Linked DNA regions of Mus musculus: all the other regions are linked to region 2. A link is a contact called in public HiChIP or PLAC-seq and Micro-C data. All regions are on one chromosome and are shown on one strand. Each heading gives the region's core, a stretch centred on a gene start, on an enhancer-like site or on the middle of the called end of the contact. The rest is flanking DNA. Distances are from core to core; before and after follow the strand shown. Region 1 holds the start of Tnpo3 (transportin 3). Region 2 holds the start of Mirc35hg (microRNA cluster 35, host gene). Region 3 holds the start of Irf5 (interferon regulatory factor 5).

Region 1 (2,700 bases), core at 77-2,576, 560 kb after region 2:
CTTTTAAAATGAGGTTTAGGAGCTGGAGAGTTGACACACTCACTGATCTTGTAGAGAACCCACACTCAATTCTCAGGATCTATATAGCAGCTCACACGGTAACTCCTCCAGGACCAAGTTGCACATGCATAAATATGTAGGCAAAACACTCATACACATAAAAATAAGTCTTTAAAACTATTTCATTAGAGCTGGGCGTGGTGGCGCACGCCTTTAATCCCAGCACTCGGGAGGCAGAGGCAGTCGGATTTCTGAGTTCGAGGCCAGCCTGGTCTACAGAGTGAGTTCCAGAACAGCCAGGGCCCTCTACACAGAGAAACCCTGTCTCGAAACAAACAAACAAACAAACAAACAAATAAGCAAACCAAAACTATTTCATTAAAAAAGGACTTATTTTGGAAGGTTGTTAATCTTTCACTACATTACATTACATTACACATGGTCAGCCTTCATTAGATACTAACAGTTATTTTTAGTGAAGCAGCAATATTGGGAAACTGGCATGTTAACTGAGGATTGCTAGACAGTTGATTTTGTTTGTCATTTATTTATTTATTTGTTAATTATTTTCTGAGACAAGGTCTCTTTGTGTATTCCTGGCTGTCCAGGAACTTGCTCTGTAGACTAGGCTGGTCCAAACTCAAGAGTTAGGCCTGCCTCTGACTCCAGAGTGCTGGGATTAAACCTGTCTGCCATCACCGCTTGGCTGTTTTTTTTTTTTTTTTTTTTGGTTTTTTTTTTTAAAGAGACAGAGTTCCACGTATTAGAGGCTGGTCTTGAATTCCTCCTGATGGTGTTGTGGCTAACTTCCAAGAGCTGAGATTACAGGCTCTCTTCCTTTCTTTCTTTCTCTCTCTCTCTCTCTCTTTCTTTCTTTTTTTTTTTTTTTTTGAGACAGGGTTTCTCTGTGTAGCCCTGGCTGTTCTGGAACTCTGTAGACCAGGCTGGCCTCGAACTCAAAAATCCGCCTGCCTCTGCCTCCCGAGTGCTGGGATTAAAGGCGTGCGCCACCACGCCCGGCTGAACTGATGTTTCTTAAACACTCCTTGGAGACGGGTGAAGAAGTAGGAACCGGGAGGAAAGACTTTGGATTCCTTGCTGACGAGATAAGATTTGGTCAGGAACGTTAAGAGTAGCCAGACTTGAAGCTCAAATAAAGACTTACGCACCTAGGAGACTGACTACCTTGTGCCTACTTCCCCTTGGTTCTCCTAGTCCGGCAGGGTCACTTCCGGGAGGAGGCGGGGGAAACAAGAGGAGGCGTGCCGGGAAGGAGGCAGTTTGTGGTGCACCAGGCGGAAGTGTGCCAAAGTCTACGGACGGCCACTTCCGGCCCGGGGAAGCCCTGCTTCGGCTCGCTGCGTGGTTCGTGTCATGCGGAGGTAGGCCTCTGCGAGCAAGGCGGGAGGTGCAGAAGCCAGAACCCGTGTCCGGACTCGAGAGTCTGCGATTCTGGCGGGAAGACAAGACAAAAAGGAGGCAGGAACCTGAAAGCGACCTCTCCGCTGTTTCCGAGGGGGCAACTTCCACGAGGAACCCCCCTTCCCTGGTAACGGCCAGAAAGGAGGAGATGGCGCCAGTCAGGGAGCGGCTGTGGCCGAGACAGTGAGGACGCTTGAAGGCAGAGCAAGCGGAAGCCTAGGGAGGAGTATCGGGCTCTTTGCTGTCATCGCCGCCGCTCCCGCCAGCATGGAGGGAGCCAAGCCAACCTTGCAGCTCGTGTACCAGGCGGTGCAAGCGCTTTACCACGACCCGGATCCCAGCGGAAAGGAGCGCGCCTCGTTTTGGCTTGGGGAGCTGCAGCGTTCGGTGAGGTTCGGGGAGAGTCCGTTCTGAGCCGCGCGGGACCAGGGCCGAGTGGGATGGGATGGTTCTCCGCTTGAGTGGAGCGCTTGGCAGTGGGAGATCCTCTTTCCGAAGGAGCTGGTGCCGCGGGGTGGGGCTGAGCAGCCACAGATGTGCTGCCTTTCGGAAACCAGTGGCAACTGATTGGTCACGAACGGGCCCTTTCCCTCGTCTGTGGAATCCGTTTTGTAGTTCTGTACGTCTCGCTTGTGGTCTGGCTCTCCTTTAAGTGCTTTTGGTACACCTTCCGTATTCAAGAGTTGCATCTGGCAATACCTTCCCTTTGGCAGCCTTACTCACCCCTCAGTGTCCCTTGCCGATTTTCATTCGTGTTATTCTCGAAATTTCTCAGGCTTCTAGATTCGTGTTCGTACAAATTTTCTCCTCTCATTGGAGTGCAACGTAATATAAAGAAAAATTAGTTATGGTTTCAGGAAATCTTTGTAGTTCTTTTGTTTTATATCAGATTCCTACTGTATTTCTTCTGCCTGTACGTTTTTATTTGTAAGATGGCTATCATAGCTATATTAATTAGTCCATATTTTTGTGAGCATGTGGTGGAGTGTGTGTTGTATCTATCGTATTTCCACATGTTAAATTTTTGGGCTCATGTTTTTTCATTTTTTGACTCACACTTTGTATTTTCTTCCATGATTTTTCACACTCACCTTTGCTATGTTTTTATTTTTTATGAATTTTAATAGCTTGTGATTTTGCTGACAGTGTTTAGGTTTTAGTCTATGAACTGTGAAATTCTTTGAAAACTAAGGAGCCTCTTAACAGACTAAGTACCTACTTTCTTTTTCTTTTCCTTGTGTTTGGTGCTGGGGATCCAGTCCTGCCTACATCTCTAGC
Region 2 (2,731 bases), core at 110-2,609:
TGCTGGGAGAGGGACAAGCGGGTCCTGGCCTTCCTGCCTTGGGGTGGGTCTTGCCTCCGGAGCCATCTGTCTGTAACATCCATGGCTGAAGCAGGTCTTGCCCAGGAGCTGAGTATCTAGAAGGGTTCGTATCTGCAGCGTCATTCTCGGACCCTGGCAGACAGCAGGGGAGGGAGGAATCCAGGGGCTCGGTTCCCCTAATCCATTTACTTCGCTTGAGCTCAAGGTTTTCAGTCTCAGCGCAAGGGCCCTTTAGTTTGGTGGGAACATCAGCTAAGCCCCACCCCACCCCCACACCCGGTTTTAGAGGCTTCTAGGCGGTCAGACCTGCCCGGATTCATTGGGAGAACTAGGAGCTAAAAGGGAGGAAGGCGGATTAACGTTTTATTTTAATCTGGTTTTGAACTGTGGTTGCCGTCTGGGGCAGCCGGGCGCGGCAGGGAATGGGAGGGCGCTCAAAGCAGGGGAGGGGGATGTGCGCACTCTCTGGTCTCAGGATGCTGGGGAGAAGGAAGAGGCCACTTCAAACGAGACAGCTAGGGTGTACCTTAACTCTGCTCCTCCCCAGAGGCTCCGGGGTGGCATCCTAGCTAAGAAGGTTCCGAGGGATCTAATCCCCGTCCTCGTTCCAGATGGCCCCGCCCCCTCCCGGGGGAGCCACTGCGGCAGTGGAGGGGCAGGAAGGGAGATGGGAAGGGGTCTGGGGGTGGCTTCCCTTCCCCTCCCCCTTCCGGGACAGGCGGTCTTTGTTCCCTGCGGCGGCGGCGGCCAGACACCTGTGAGGCTTCAGGGCTAGGCAAAGGTGGGTTAGGACGAGTGGCGAGCCTCTGGTGCCCACTCCAACTCTCTACCTTCGGGCCAGGGTGCTCCCACCGAGGCAGAACAGACTGTGGCCAGTTCTCCGGCTGCAGAGTACCGTCTAGTGTGGTCCCACAGTACTCCTGGCCTCCAAACGCACTTCCCCTCCCCCAGCCCAGAGTCGGATTTCCAAGTTTGCTGTGCTACACACACCTTGGCTAGCAAGGGGTTCAGAGGGAGGTGGGATGGTAGGGCATCGGGGCACACCTCGGCCGGCGGCACCCCAGCCCAAGGTAGGAGGCTAGAACAGCGAGTGGGCAGCGGGACCCCTTAGGGGCCAAACCCAGCTGGGTTCGGCGAACAGGCGGGGCTCGCGACGTATCCGCAGTCCCGGTCGGGCGTGCCCTACGACGCGCACCAACCGGAGCAACATTCAAGGTGAATCATCTTCGGTCCGCCTCCCGTCCCTCCCCCGCCCCACAGCACCTGAGCCAATGGCGCGGCGCGGGGGGCGGGCGGGGCGCTGGGGGCGGTAAAACCCTCCCGGAGTCATTATCTCTGCACTCCGTCGAGCCCCCGGGTCTCGGCGCCGGAGCCTGCTAGCCTCCTTCCTTGAACACGATCGTCACACCTGGTGCACCCCTTTCGTCTGCCTCTGGGGCTCGGTGACCATTCAGCCCTACCCCGCCTGCTGCGTGGAAGAGGCTCCTCCTCAGGTGGCTCGGCCGGGGCCTTCCCCTGCAGACCTGTCACCCGACACCCAGGAAGCGCGCGGCCCCATCCCGGCTCCTCTTTGTTCCCCCGCTGGGCTCCGCGCTCCGGCGCCACCTCCTCCCGCCAAGGTCCTGGTGATTTGGGGCGCCGCTCTCGGCTCAACCTGGGCACGCCTCAAGTTCTGTCCATTGGGCCCGCTCCAAACGAGGGCCCTTTTTTTGCCTAGTTCCTCGGGTGTGGACTCGGAGCAGAGCTGGGAGGCGGCGGTGAGCCCAGCCCGGAGCCGGCGCAGGTGAGTGTGCGGGGCGGGGCCGGGCGGAGCCAGTGCTGGGCCAGGGAGAAGGTGGAGCGGGTGCCGGAGGGCCAACAGTTCTAGCACCCAGTTTTGTGGGCGGCCGGAGGGGCAAGCAGAGGCCACGTCGTGGCTGTGGCCTTCGGGGATGACGCGGCACTGTGAATTCCTGACTTCCTTGGCCTTTTGGCGGGGATGCCGGCGAGGTGCCAGGGGACGGGGCCCTCAGTACCATGTGCACCGCATCCAGTGCGGTTCCCGGGGCGGGAAGAAAGCGGGGGGCATTTTGAGCCTAGGTTGGGTTTGGCTCGGTGCCTGATGCTGCCCGCCCTAATGTCGCCTCCCGGAGGAATTCGGCTGGGGTCCCGGGAGTTTCGCCGCCCTGTTGGGCCTGGGAGGAAGTGCAAGGCCGGGAGGCTGGCCGCGACGCGGGCTGGGGAGCGTTCCTGCGTCGAGCTGGTTTCTCCAGCCCCTTCTCAGGGTTTCACTGCAGGTTGGTTATCGCTTCCGTGGCCCGGAGCCTGCCCCGCCCAGTCCCCTGGGAAAAGCTGGTCCAAGAACTCAGCTTGCCTTCCTTCTGTATCCTCCGGCCTGGAGCAAGCGGATACCAGTTCTGAGTCCGAACCAATTCGGTTAGCAAGGGCTGCTCCCAGGTCCCCAGAATCCTGCCCCCGGAACATGTCTCGGATGTTTTACTAGTCGGTGTATCCAATAGTTACCGGCAGTGGCGATGCAGCCCAGGCATCAGGGATCGCTCAGTTCTGCGGAGCCCTACAGGCTGAGCCCTTCCTTCATCCTTGGCACCCCTACACTAAGTAGAAAGATCTGCTAGCGCAAGGGATGCAATTCTGATTAGGAGATTAGGGACAGAGATGGGGGGCGGGTGCCCTATTGGGCGCCGTCTCTGTCAGAGATAGTTAGGACAGG
Region 3 (2,700 bases), core at 136-2,635, 650 kb after region 2:
CCCGAAGGACTTTTAGTTAATAGGAGTGGTCTCCTACCTATCTCTTTCCTAGACTTTAGCCAGGAGCTTAGGGAGTAGAGAGGGCGAATGCTGTACTGTATCACACAGGTCCTCATGCGAGGCTTTTAGCCTCTCCAGCCTCCGTCAGCCCCGTCCACATCCTTTCTGGTCCTGATCACTTATCCTCACTTTGGAGTTCAGGCCAGGTCGTTCCCTCCTGATCATCCCGGCAGACTCCACCCGGGGCATAACGCGGAGGGAAGGGGGGTGGGGGTGGGAAGGAACCTGGGTCAGCCCCTGGAGTCATCGCGGGGTTACTGGCTTAGTGTCCGTTCCTGGTCCGCTCCTCTGGACCGGGACGTGTCCGCCTTGCTATGCCAGGAGGAGGCCAAGAAAGCCCCCACTTCCACCCCTGCTACTAGGTACCCGCTCTGGGTCCTCTGGAGGTTCGAGAGACACCTGGAGTCTGGGAGACATCTGCACCGAGGGCGAATACTGGCCCGGGACATCTCTCCGCCTGCGTTTCGGCCCAACTACACTTTCCCTTCACGTTCAGATTCTAAGTTGTTACTTCTTAAGTTTAGGGGCAGGCCGTCAAGAAACTAGACCAAGCATTAATCAGCCCCCGCCCCGATTCTTCTCAACAGCTAAGAATAAATCGTCGTCCCCTTTTGAGCTACGAGTCAAGGAGCAGAGCCTCTATTTGACAACGTCTCCCCTCAAACTCTATTCCCACAGATTCCTGTCCTTGGCTTTAAGATCCTTGGGAGGGATCGCTGCTTGACACCTCAACCTCTTTAGTCGAAAAAGTGAGGTGTGGCCGGGGAGGAGAGACGAGCTGTGTGCCGACAGGGTCGGGGTCGGAAACTCGCTCCTCCCTGGTCCCCGCCAGACTGTGACAGGGCGCTTGGCATCCTTGACCCTGGCGAGGCGCAGTGGGGATGTCCACTGGGCCCTTGGGACTTTCCCCGAGCATGCGAACGTTGGCGGCCGGAGCCCGGCACTCCGAGCTGGCCTGGTGCGGAGCGCCTTGGAGCCATTCGCGCTGGCCCGGCGCCGCCTTCGATCATCGCCCACCGCGGAGGAGCGGGATCCCGACCCCGCTGGCCCCGTTGGCAGGTGCCCGGGGCGTGCAGGTCGCCGTGGGTCGGAGCCGTGGCTTGGCTGAAGCCCGGGGCTGTTCCCACCGCCCTCGGGGCGAGGAGCCCAACACAGCCCACAGCCCCGGGACCTACCTGTTTGCTGTGCGCCCGCGGGGAGCCTGGAGCCCCGGCCTGGCGCTGCGGCCGAGCTGAGCTCTCGCCGAGCTGCACCGCCCGCGGGTCGCCCAGCCCGCCCCGCACTTCCGCATCGCGCCGCCCCCGCCCGGGGCAGCGCCCCGCCCCGCCCCTCGCCACCACCCCGCGCCCCGGGCCCCTACCCATCCACCGCCCACCGCGGGGAAGCCCGGGGCCTCCGCGAGACCGCAGACAGCTCGGCGCCCCTCGCCGGGCTCCTTTGGGAATCCGGGGAGACAGAGTCATCCATCACCCAGTCCCCAGATACCCTGTAGCCTGTCCTCACCTAGTCCGCGCCCGCCTGGAGCTGGAGATCCGCTGCGCGCGGGCGTCGATGGAGCCACACTCCAGGGCATTGGGAGACCCCTGAGAGCTCCCTTTCAACATACCTTGGGCCACTCTGTCTCCTCAGCCTTAACACTGGCCCTCCGGACCGCTCCAACTCACCATGTGACTGACAAGCCCACCTCTTCTTTTGCCCTTACCTTCACCGTGGTTTGGGTTTGCCCTTTGAGCGGGTTCCCACCCCCACCCCGACCTCCCGGTTCCATAAACGGGCCTTCCTGTCCGAGTCGATGCTGGCCTCAACTTCCACACATCCTGTTCATGTAGGAACATTATTCGCTGATTCTCACTCTTCAACTTTTGGGTCAGCATCATATTATTTGATAGTCTAAGTGTTTTTTCCAGGAAGGTCTACCCCTTCCTTGAGTCAGCTTTTGGTTTGTTGTGTTTTGGTGTAATTTGTTGATTGGTTTGGAGGAGGGGTGGAGACGACTTCCAGAGTCTTTCCGTTTGATTTTTCCATATGATTTTAACGTCTAATTTCCACTGAAATTCAGCTTAGTTGGGAACCAACCCTGTCTTGCATGGTTCATGATCTATAGTAATTTTTATTTTTATATTTGTATTTTACTGATAATGGAACCCAGGACCTTGCACATTCTAAGCAAGCACTGTGCTACTAAGTGCCTGCCTTCTCTGCCCTGTCATAATTCTAAAGGGTTATTGTATTTGTTTCTTGGGTTTTAACTCTTTTAAGGGTAAAAAGTTGTGTTGCCGGTGCTGGTCTCCAACTCCAGGAATCAAACGATTTTCCTGGCTCAGATGCCTTGAGTAGCTGAGATTTGGTGTAGCATCGCAGGCAGCTTAACTAAAGATATAAGCACATATATTTTAAATGTTTACCATCTTAATTCTTTTTAGTGATTTATTTTATTTTTTATGTATATGAGTATTTTGTCAGCATGCATGTGCATCGTGAACATGCAGTTCCTGCAGAGACCAGAAGAGGGCGCTGGATTCTCTGGAACTGGAGTTAGAGACTGTTGTGAGCGAGGGGGTGTGGGTGCTGAGATCTGAATCCAGGTCTACTGCAAGAACAGCAGATGCTCTTAACTACCAAGCTATCTCTTCGGTCCTA

The links. A called contact is a pair of places that touch in the nucleus more often than the background predicts. HiChIP or PLAC-seq counts read pairs in DNA pulled down with a chosen protein or histone mark.
Region 1: a contact with region 2 is called in an HNF4G HiChIP or PLAC-seq map of pancreatic cancer cells. The contact joins the promoter of Tnpo3 here to the promoter of Mirc35hg in region 2. A contact is called at or near these places in 3 of 39 promoter capture datasets (frontonasal cranial neural crest, liver and second pharyngeal arch cranial neural crest), 1 of 484 Hi-C or Micro-C datasets (embryonic stem cells) and 1 of 115 datasets of contacts at active chromatin or transcription factors (pancreatic cancer cells).
Region 3: a contact with region 2 is called in a Micro-C map of embryonic stem cells, with 4 times the contacts expected there. The contact joins the promoter of Irf5 here to the promoter of Mirc35hg in region 2. A contact is called at or near these places in 3 of 484 Hi-C or Micro-C datasets (all in embryonic stem cells) and 1 of 115 datasets of contacts at active chromatin or transcription factors (embryonic stem cells).

The regions. Positions count from the first base shown.
Region 1 is chr6:29,608,475-29,611,174 of GRCm38.p6, reverse strand. It overlaps Tnpo3 (transportin 3), which reads left to right and starts at 1,326. Exons shown (of 23, transcript NM_177296.5): 1 at 1,326-1,809. The coding sequence starts at 1,690.
Region 2 is chr6:30,172,753-30,175,483 of GRCm38.p6, reverse strand. Mirc35hg (microRNA cluster 35, host gene) reads left to right here and starts at 1,359. Exons shown (of 2, transcript NR_126540.1): 1 at 1,359-1,804.
Region 3 is chr6:29,525,310-29,528,009 of GRCm38.p6, reverse strand. It overlaps Irf5 (interferon regulatory factor 5), which reads right to left and starts at 1,385. Exons shown (of 9, transcript NM_012057.4): 1 at 1,236-1,385.